Linked DNA regions of Gossypium hirsutum: regions 1 and 2 are each linked to region 3. A link is a contact called in public Hi-C data. All regions are on one chromosome and are shown on one strand. Each heading gives the region's core, a stretch centred on a gene start, on an enhancer-like site or on the middle of the called end of the contact. The rest is flanking DNA. Distances are from core to core; before and after follow the strand shown. Region 1 holds the start of LOC107887160. Region 2 holds the start of LOC107887161 (putative 3,4-dihydroxy-2-butanone kinase). Region 3 holds the start of LOC107887164 (protein FAR-RED ELONGATED HYPOCOTYL 3).

Region 1 (2,700 bases), core at 110-2,609, 180 kb after region 3:
AATCAAAGAGACAGCAGCCAAAAATAGAAAGAAAAATGGGACTTAGAATCACCTTTAACCAATATTGTTGCTATTGATTTCTGTATATGTTTGATTTTTGTATCTATCTCCCTCTTTTTTCTAAAATAAAAAAAACCCATTACAATACTTTCCAAAGACTTTTATAGCCTATTTTACAACTTATTTTGCTTGTTTGTAGGTTCATTTGAGCACGTCTTTGATGTGGCCTAGTAGAGGAGTGCACGACGCGGAGGGACGCGCGACGTGCGGTGCTTGGGAACCTCCACGGTTGCAGCGGCTGAGGGTGTTAGATGCTAGAGTTTTCATTTTTCTTTAATTTTGTTGGGCTGTTAGGGTTGTTTTGGGTTTAAGTCTGATGGGTTTAGGGTTTGGGTAATGGTTTGTATTGGGCTTAGAGATTGGATTAAGTTTGTTTTGTTAATTGTTTTGGGTTTTAAATGTATTGGGCCCTGGGTATAAATTGGGCTTAAGAAGCAATATAAATAAAACACCAAAAAAAAGATACCGAATTCATATATATAAAGCAATTATATTTATCGGTAAGATGTATACATATTAAATAGGTAGAAAAATTTTAATCCTTAGCAGTTTCTGACTTGAATTTAAATAAAAAATAAGATTGAATAATAACATTAAAATAGTTGCAATTTAACAAGTAAATATTTTTAAAATAATAATAAAATTAACAAAAAAATAATGTTATATATTATCTAAACAATAATAATAAAATAGTACTAATATAATAGTAAAAAGATAGTAAAATAGAGAAATAAAAACAACAAAAAAATATCATCAAAACAACAAAAATAGTAAAAAAAATTGTCCTTTTGTGAATTTGGGTCGGGCCCGGGCAAAAAATACATTATCCAAGGCCCGACCTATTTTTAAATATGTCTTATTGTTTTTGCCCAAATCTATTTGTTGGTCTATATTTTTGTCTAAATCCTAACACTTTTCGAGCAGAGTTTTAGACTGAATCGGATGGCTTAACCTATGAACAAGTCTAGATATACGAAAGAAAATATTTTTAGTAATGTTATGCATAAATTAAAATGTATAATAATTTTAAATAAAATTTAAGGTTGTATTCATGGAATATTAAATTTATTTTTTTTGGTAAGTGAAATTAAAATTATTTTGAATGATAAGTTGTGATGGTATATACCAAAAGTAGTTATATTTTACAGAGAAAAACAAATAATGACACCTAGCATGTAGTATAACTCTATTGGTGGATCCCTCCCTCTTATGTCGTCAGCAAAATACAATTCCATCAATTTGGAAATATCAAAATAGTTAATAAAAATTATTAACGGTGTAAACTAAATTTTTTAATGTTTTTTAACCCTTTTTTTTTCCTTTCTGTTTCTCTTGTTGCTTCTGCCTCTGTTCCCTCCCTTCTTCATTAAAGTAGTTTTTCTATGTTAAATTTCATTTCGGCACATTCATGGAGAATTAAGTTATTTGATTGTAAAGTTGGGGTGGGTCTTTTCTTCTTCATTTGGGGCTTTACAATAACATCCCTCTCTTTTCCTTTTTGTTCCTTCAATTTTGGTACTCTATAAATTAAATTTCTTCACATGAAAAGGAAGGACAAAGAAAGTGATAAAACAATGGCTGATTCCACTGAGTTGGACTTGCAGAGCAGCAGCGATTACTCTTTTGTATGGGATCCTCAAACTCACCTCTATTTTCATGCCAGGTTGATTTATTTATTTACTTCAAATTTTCTATTTTATTTTTTATTTATCTATAAACTATTACTATTAATTCTTCCTCTCATTTTTATGAAATTACTTTTTATATTTGAGAAATTAATTGTAGATTTTTTTTCCTTTAAACTTCGATGATTCTATCCCAATATGTCATACAATTGGTTTTTTTTTCCTCTCTCTGTCTCTCTCAATGATCTTTTGTTCATTTTGGCACCGTACGCCTTCGTTTGATTTGTTGCAGTAGTGGATTTTACCATGATCCTGATGCCGGATGGTACTATAGCAGTAAATATGGTCTCTATTACACATTTGAGAATGGAAATTATGTGCTTTTGGACATGGTAGTTAGCTCATACCTTCTTTTATCTGGATGATTAATCCTATGTTCGGTATGCTTTTCATGTTAGGTTTTTGATTCCAAAATGATTTTGCAGGAAGGAGCTGTGGCTGATAATTCTGTTTTAGATGAGCCTTGTGCCACTGCGTCTTATAATGGTCCCGAGTATAATCGCTCTTCGTCTCAGGGCAATGAAGTTGATGCTCAGAATACTACTATAAATGTTGCTGATGAATCTACTAGTACAGGTAAAATTTCTCTTTACTCAATATTATGCTGTGGAATGATTGAAGGGTAGTTGAAGGAACAAGTTTTCTTTGAGCGGTGCAATCTGTGAATCTGATTCATTAGTACAAAATTTCATCTCAAAAATAAGTTCTACTTTTGTAAATAATGTTCTGTTGATTGGATTCTCTTTCGCTCTAGTGCTTTAAACCAATTCACGGTACTTCTGATTACCAGGTCCGATAGAGGACACCAGTGCTCAAGCATCTGAGCAGCCACCACCACCATCAGAGTGGTTTGCTACTTCTGACATTTTATATCCTATATTTTGGTTGAACTAGTTGATTACGTGTTTTCTTACTGAGGTATCATCTTGATTCAGGTTAGAAGACACACTCATCG
Region 2 (2,754 bases), core at 143-2,642, 150 kb after region 3:
CAGTCAGAATAATGAGCATACATGCTAAGGGAAACTACAAGTTTGATCCCAAAATTACCTAACAAAGGGCAAACTAAACTAGTTGATTGCAAAAACCAGTAGAAACAAAAAAGCCAAAAGGTGACTGCAGCTTTAAATGCTGTCTAGAAATCACCATAGCTTAAAAAGTATTAAAGGTAACAAAGTATAGAATTTAAATTTCAATTTGAACAAACTAAGACAGATATCAGATGTTAGCAGCTTTGTAGGGATCGAACCTGATATGATTGCAACCTTGTCATATGTTGCACCAGAAGCATCAGCACGAATTACAACTTTCACCTGGAAACAAACAAGTAATCGGTTTGTGTTTATAAAGTCTAATTCACTGACTAAACATAAGCAAAGCGGAAAACAAAATCACCTCCGGGAAACCATCCAAGTACTGGAGTCCGGGATATGTTTCCACAAGACCCTCAATAAATTCAGTCACCACATCTGCCACCACCATAACAAAAGAACTTCAAAAATGGTTTTCTTCACAAAGCAGAAATCTAGAATCGGCAAATCGTTGGTGGAAAGAGCATAGTAAAGTAATGCAAATGAGAAACAAAGAGTAAATATAGCTTGATATAGCCTAACACAGTGTGATTGACGCAGAAAATCTAGGAAAAGAAACAGTAGGAATCTTTTCTAAACCCTTGTTTGTTTTCCCTATTTCAGCAAATAGCCTTGTTTCATTATCAGCTTTCATTTACTCAAGACCAAATGAAGGAAACTACAGAAACATAAAACAACTAATCAAATAATAAGCAAAAAAAAAACACTATTATTCAAGTAATATACAAAAATTACATGCATCATCCATTTTGTAAACGATAAGCAGAGGGCAAAGCACAAAAACAATAAAAAAATCCAAAATTTCCCAATACGAACACAAGGAAACATGAAATTAGGAAATGCGGGCAAATACTATCGTGAACTTCAAAAAGAAAAAAAAAGAAGATGAAGAGATAGAGAAAGGAAGAGAACTGTGTAACAGAAAAGAACAGAAAATTAAGTTTGCAGGTTTATGGTTGGAAAAGAAAATTGAGAGGGGATATTAGAGTAATAGGAGGAGGAAATGGTGAAGGAAAGAAAAAAAGCAAACCGTCGGGATTGTTGATGAGTTTCTTCCCTTGAAAAGCCATAAACTTTGTTTTGTTTGAGGGAATTCAAATATGGGATGCGATGGGAGAGAGAGAGCGTTTAATTTTGTTGGACTTTTTTTTTGGTGGGGAGTCTATTGAGAATTGCAGAGCACACCACGTTTTGCTCAAGCCTGGGCAGTTGTTACTTCTCCGGACAAGAAATTGCGCCTCCAATTACCAAAATGTCCTCCCACCTTTTTCTTTTCTCTACATTTGTTGGCTTCTTTTTTTTCAGCCCACCAGCCTATTTACACCCATCTTTCTTTTTCTTTTGAATTTTTTAATATTTGCACCAAAGTTAATTCATTTAAGATTTATTTCAACAACACAAACTAATTGAACAAATGTGTAGTAATTTGTAATTATAAGGAATTTTAATTCCTTAACACATATTTAGTCGAGAGGGTATAATTATATCGTAATTTTATATGTTATATTTGATTGTATAAATTACATAATTTGTATTTTTAAAAATATTAAGTATGATAAAAATAGTTTCTAAACAAGTAACAAAAATTAAAATCAAATCATTATATGTATTATTAGTTTTAAAAAAATAGTTGATAACACGATTACTAATAAAAATAGTGAAAATTTTATCTAATTGTTGTAATGTATACTTGTTGAGTTATTCTCTTTTTAATATTTAACATATACTTCTTATCATCTGTTGGTCACTGATTAAGTTCATTATCATCTGAATTTGAATTTGCATCATTAAGATTATTAAGATCTTATTCTTTCATGTACTTTACAAAGTATAGATCGTCTTAATTTCCTCTATGGTTGAAATTATGAAATATGCAACATGCTAGTACGATCCAACCTTTTCTTTTTTTCTTATGTTATACTAAGGTGATGCTGTTAAGTTGAAAAATATTTTTTAGAACAATAAATAAGTTATGATAAAAAAAACCTCTAACATTTTTATGAATAAGTATATTATTTTTATAATATATAGTTTGAACAGTATGTCCATAACTTTTATATAAATAAATATATTATAACTCTTTATAACATTTTTTATAATAAACTTTTAGCCATAAATTTAGAATTCTTTTAGGATTTAAATAATATAAATGTTAATAATTTTGTAAAATGCACAAATTATTTTTATATATAATTTTTTAGATTTATAATTTAAATTTTATTTTACCATAATTATCACAAACACTCATACACGATTATACTTATACTATAAAATTTATAACTTGTATAAAAAGATTTTTTAAAATTAAATTTATTTGTAATTAACTGAGTAATTAGTCCAATTCCACTCCCCTTGAAAAATTAGAAAGTGTAATTGAAGTGTTCTACTTACACCCTATTTAGTGGGACCATCAATTACAATGGTTATTCAAACATATCACCATTATATAATTATAAGCAATTACACCCAAATCCAATATTAGAGGTTTTCCAAACACTATATTAGAGTTTTTTTCGAAAGGTAAATTAATTCATTCAATGACGATTAGGAAATCAGCACCGGATGGTCCAAAGTGGCAAGCAAATATCAACAAAAGAATCGAGTATTCATCAAATTAGAGAGAACGCCAATAAAATCATCCCAAAATCAATTGTA
Region 3 (2,700 bases), core at 35-2,534:
GTGGCCGGTTAAAGGATTTGTCATATTCCCTTTTGGTCCCATATCTAGAACAGGCAAACTTTGCATCAATAAATTCTCTTGAAGTCTTCGAACGTCGGCTATTTTGTATAGCTGTGTTGAATCCCATAGACCGAGCATATTCTTGATAAAATGAATATGCTTCTCCATGTGATTCAAACTCCATACCAGAAAGTGGCTCAAGATTCGTATCCTCCTTGAAGGTCACCATATCCACAGCAGAAGAATGCATTTCCCCACCATCTTCAGCACGCATATTCTCTCCTACAACTTGAACCATTCCATTATGCAGTGATTCATCACCATCTAGCATATTATCAATTCCATTTGCATCTTCATCTTCCTTACACTGTTCACCAGAAGGTAACCTAAGATCTATGTCCATGATTGAAACTTGTTTACTTCAACTAACTGTTTTCCTGACTGCACCTGAAAAAATTAAAATGTAGAAGGACGCCATCATGTCAGCATAAAGAACCCATGACAAAAAGCAATTCACAATAGCCTACTATAATTATAAAAGATAGACAAACTAATTGAAGTCCTCTTTAGCTCTTGGACAATCCTGGATATACATGTATCTATAAAGGAAGCAAATCCCAAAGCTACAAATATGATGGGTATTTCAAATTTCCTTAGCTATAAGTTGATACATGAAGACCTTTTCCCTAATACCAACATTCCAAACGAACAAAAAGGCTACAATTTTAACAACTTTTAAGGATTTTAGCCATAAATTAGGTAACAAGATTAGGCAAGCAACTAATAATATAATATCAGCAAACTAAGATTCATGTGACCAAATAATTTCGAAAGAGATGAACCCAGAAAATCAATCACAATTACAGAATTAAATAAAATCGGGAAGGTTTCAATCATATAATGAATTTAATATTAAAACAGAAGAAAAAAGAAAACGAAAATATATTTGGGGATGATGGGATCGAAATAGAAAATTTAGAAGAAAAAGAACAGGGAAATTGCGAAAATTCAAAAGGCAGAATTGGAAAGCAAAATAGTTTAGAGGGGGGCGGGGATTAAAATAAAGGAACACCTGAAGTGGAGGTGGAAATAGAATGAGTGATGATTCTGCGAAAACCGAAGGCGAGTGGAGTTAAGGGCGCGTAGAGAGTTGGGGGGGGGGTTGGGAGATTTAGGGTTTCCTGCTTTCCTTCCACTCGCTTTTCTCTCTCACTCGCCAATTTGGGGATCTCAGACTCTGTTCTCGCTTTCACTCGCCCCTTTTATGAGTAAAATAAGTTAATCCTATTATTAAATAGTCTAGTCTGCTTTATTTTTCTTTTAATGTTGAATATTTTGCTTTCTGTGTTGGGCCTCAACTCCATCCATACTATTACTACGAAGAGATAAAAACCCATTTAATCTAACAGATTTCGGCTCAAACGCAAAATAAGCCCTCAAATCTTAACGTCCTTTAACCATAGTCTCTCATAGCCTTCAATTTTGGGAAAAAATTCTCGAATTTATTTACCAATTTTATGGTCACTTAGCGTTAAATTTCTACTAAAACACCGATTATACATAAGTAAGAAAAATGATGAAATGATAAATATATCCTTCAATAGATTTTTTAATAAAAATTTTAAAATGTTGAAATCACCAATATACCTTTTAATAAATTATATTTTTTTAAATAAAAAGCATAATGGCACAAAAAAAAAACCTTAACATTTATCTATGGCAAACTTATCCTTATTTTTTTGGAATAAATTTGCTTTGGGTTAAATATAAATTAGTACTTGAACTTATACACTTCTCCCAGATTGGTACTTATAATTTTTTTCTCAAATTGGTACTCGAACTTTTCTCTCCTCTACTAGTTTGGTACCTGAAACTAATGGCGTTAATTTTTTTCTACGTGGTAGCACTGACCAATCATTTGCCACCACGTGGCATCCTATTTGGCCTTCATTTTTTTTAAAAAAAAAATTTTCCTCATTCTCATTTTTCTTTTATTTTCTTATTTTATTTTATTTTTTGTTTTGGGTGTGCCTTCTACACTTCTTTCTTTCCTCTTTCCTCCTCAAACTCTCCCAAAATTTTCCCAATGTTCAAACTAGCAATGAAGATAACAACAGTAACAACAAATACTGCTCCTCTTTTCTTTCTCCTCCGTCCTTTGCTTTTTGTTCTCTTTTCTCTTAAAAAATCTTTCTTTTGTTCTTTTTCAAGAAAATTTGGGAAACCTAAATAGCCAAAATTTTCTCTTCTTTTAGGGCTCAACAAATCTATGGAGATGGTGACCTCCTCACGGCTTAAGGGTTAAACCTAGGTGAGGCCGCTATCGTCGGAACCTCCTCCCTTTGTCAATAAAAAATTGAGCCTAAAATCCCCAAACCCCAAAAGCTTAACATGCATGCAAGGTTTTTTTTGTTCTGAGATTGTATAGCCGGTTGATGTTCTGATAGTTTTTATTTTTTTTGAGATTGTTTTTGAAATTGTGTAGTCGATTGGTATTCTGCAAGTTTTTGTAATGTTCGAAAAAGTTTTTCAAAGATTTTATTTTAAACATTGATTCTGTCTAGGGGTTCAAGATTTTCCATAAACATGTTTTTCAAACATAAATAATTTTAATCTTGCATTCTTGATCAGGTAAAAACTTCAAGAGCGATAAAAAACCCAAAGTGAAAAGGAAAATAACTCAAAAAAGGTTGAAAAGGA

Evidence for each region. Hi-C and Micro-C count contacts between places; a contact is called where the count stands out from the background.
Region 1: a Hi-C map of leaf shows a contact between it and region 3, with 2.4 times the contacts expected there. The contact joins the promoter of LOC107887160 here to the promoter of LOC107887164 in region 3. A contact is called at or near these places in 3 of 34 Hi-C or Micro-C datasets (all in leaf).
Region 2: a contact with region 3 is called in a Hi-C map of leaf, with 4 times the contacts expected there. The contact joins the promoter of LOC107887161 here to the promoter of LOC107887164 in region 3. A contact is called at or near these places in 4 of 34 Hi-C or Micro-C datasets (callus, leaf and petal).

What each region holds. Positions count from the first base shown.
Region 1 is chrA03:45,784,225-45,786,924 of Gossypium_hirsutum_v2.1, forward strand. LOC107887160 reads left to right here and starts at 1,360. Exons shown (of 10, transcript XM_016811317.2): 1 at 1,360-1,723; 2 at 1,981-2,077; 3 at 2,171-2,321; 4 at 2,536-2,593; 5 at 2,681-2,700. The coding sequence starts at 1,602.
Region 2 is chrA03:45,745,254-45,748,007 of Gossypium_hirsutum_v2.1, forward strand. LOC107887161 (putative 3,4-dihydroxy-2-butanone kinase) reads right to left here and starts at 1,393. Exons shown (of 20, transcript XM_016811320.2): 1 at 1,130-1,393; 2 at 404-477; 3 at 258-321. The coding sequence starts at 1,169.
Region 3 is chrA03:45,599,920-45,602,619 of Gossypium_hirsutum_v2.1, forward strand. It overlaps LOC107887164 (protein FAR-RED ELONGATED HYPOCOTYL 3), which reads right to left and starts at 1,285. Exons shown (of 8, transcript XM_041096456.1): 1 at 1,073-1,285; 2 at 1-447. The coding sequence starts at 403.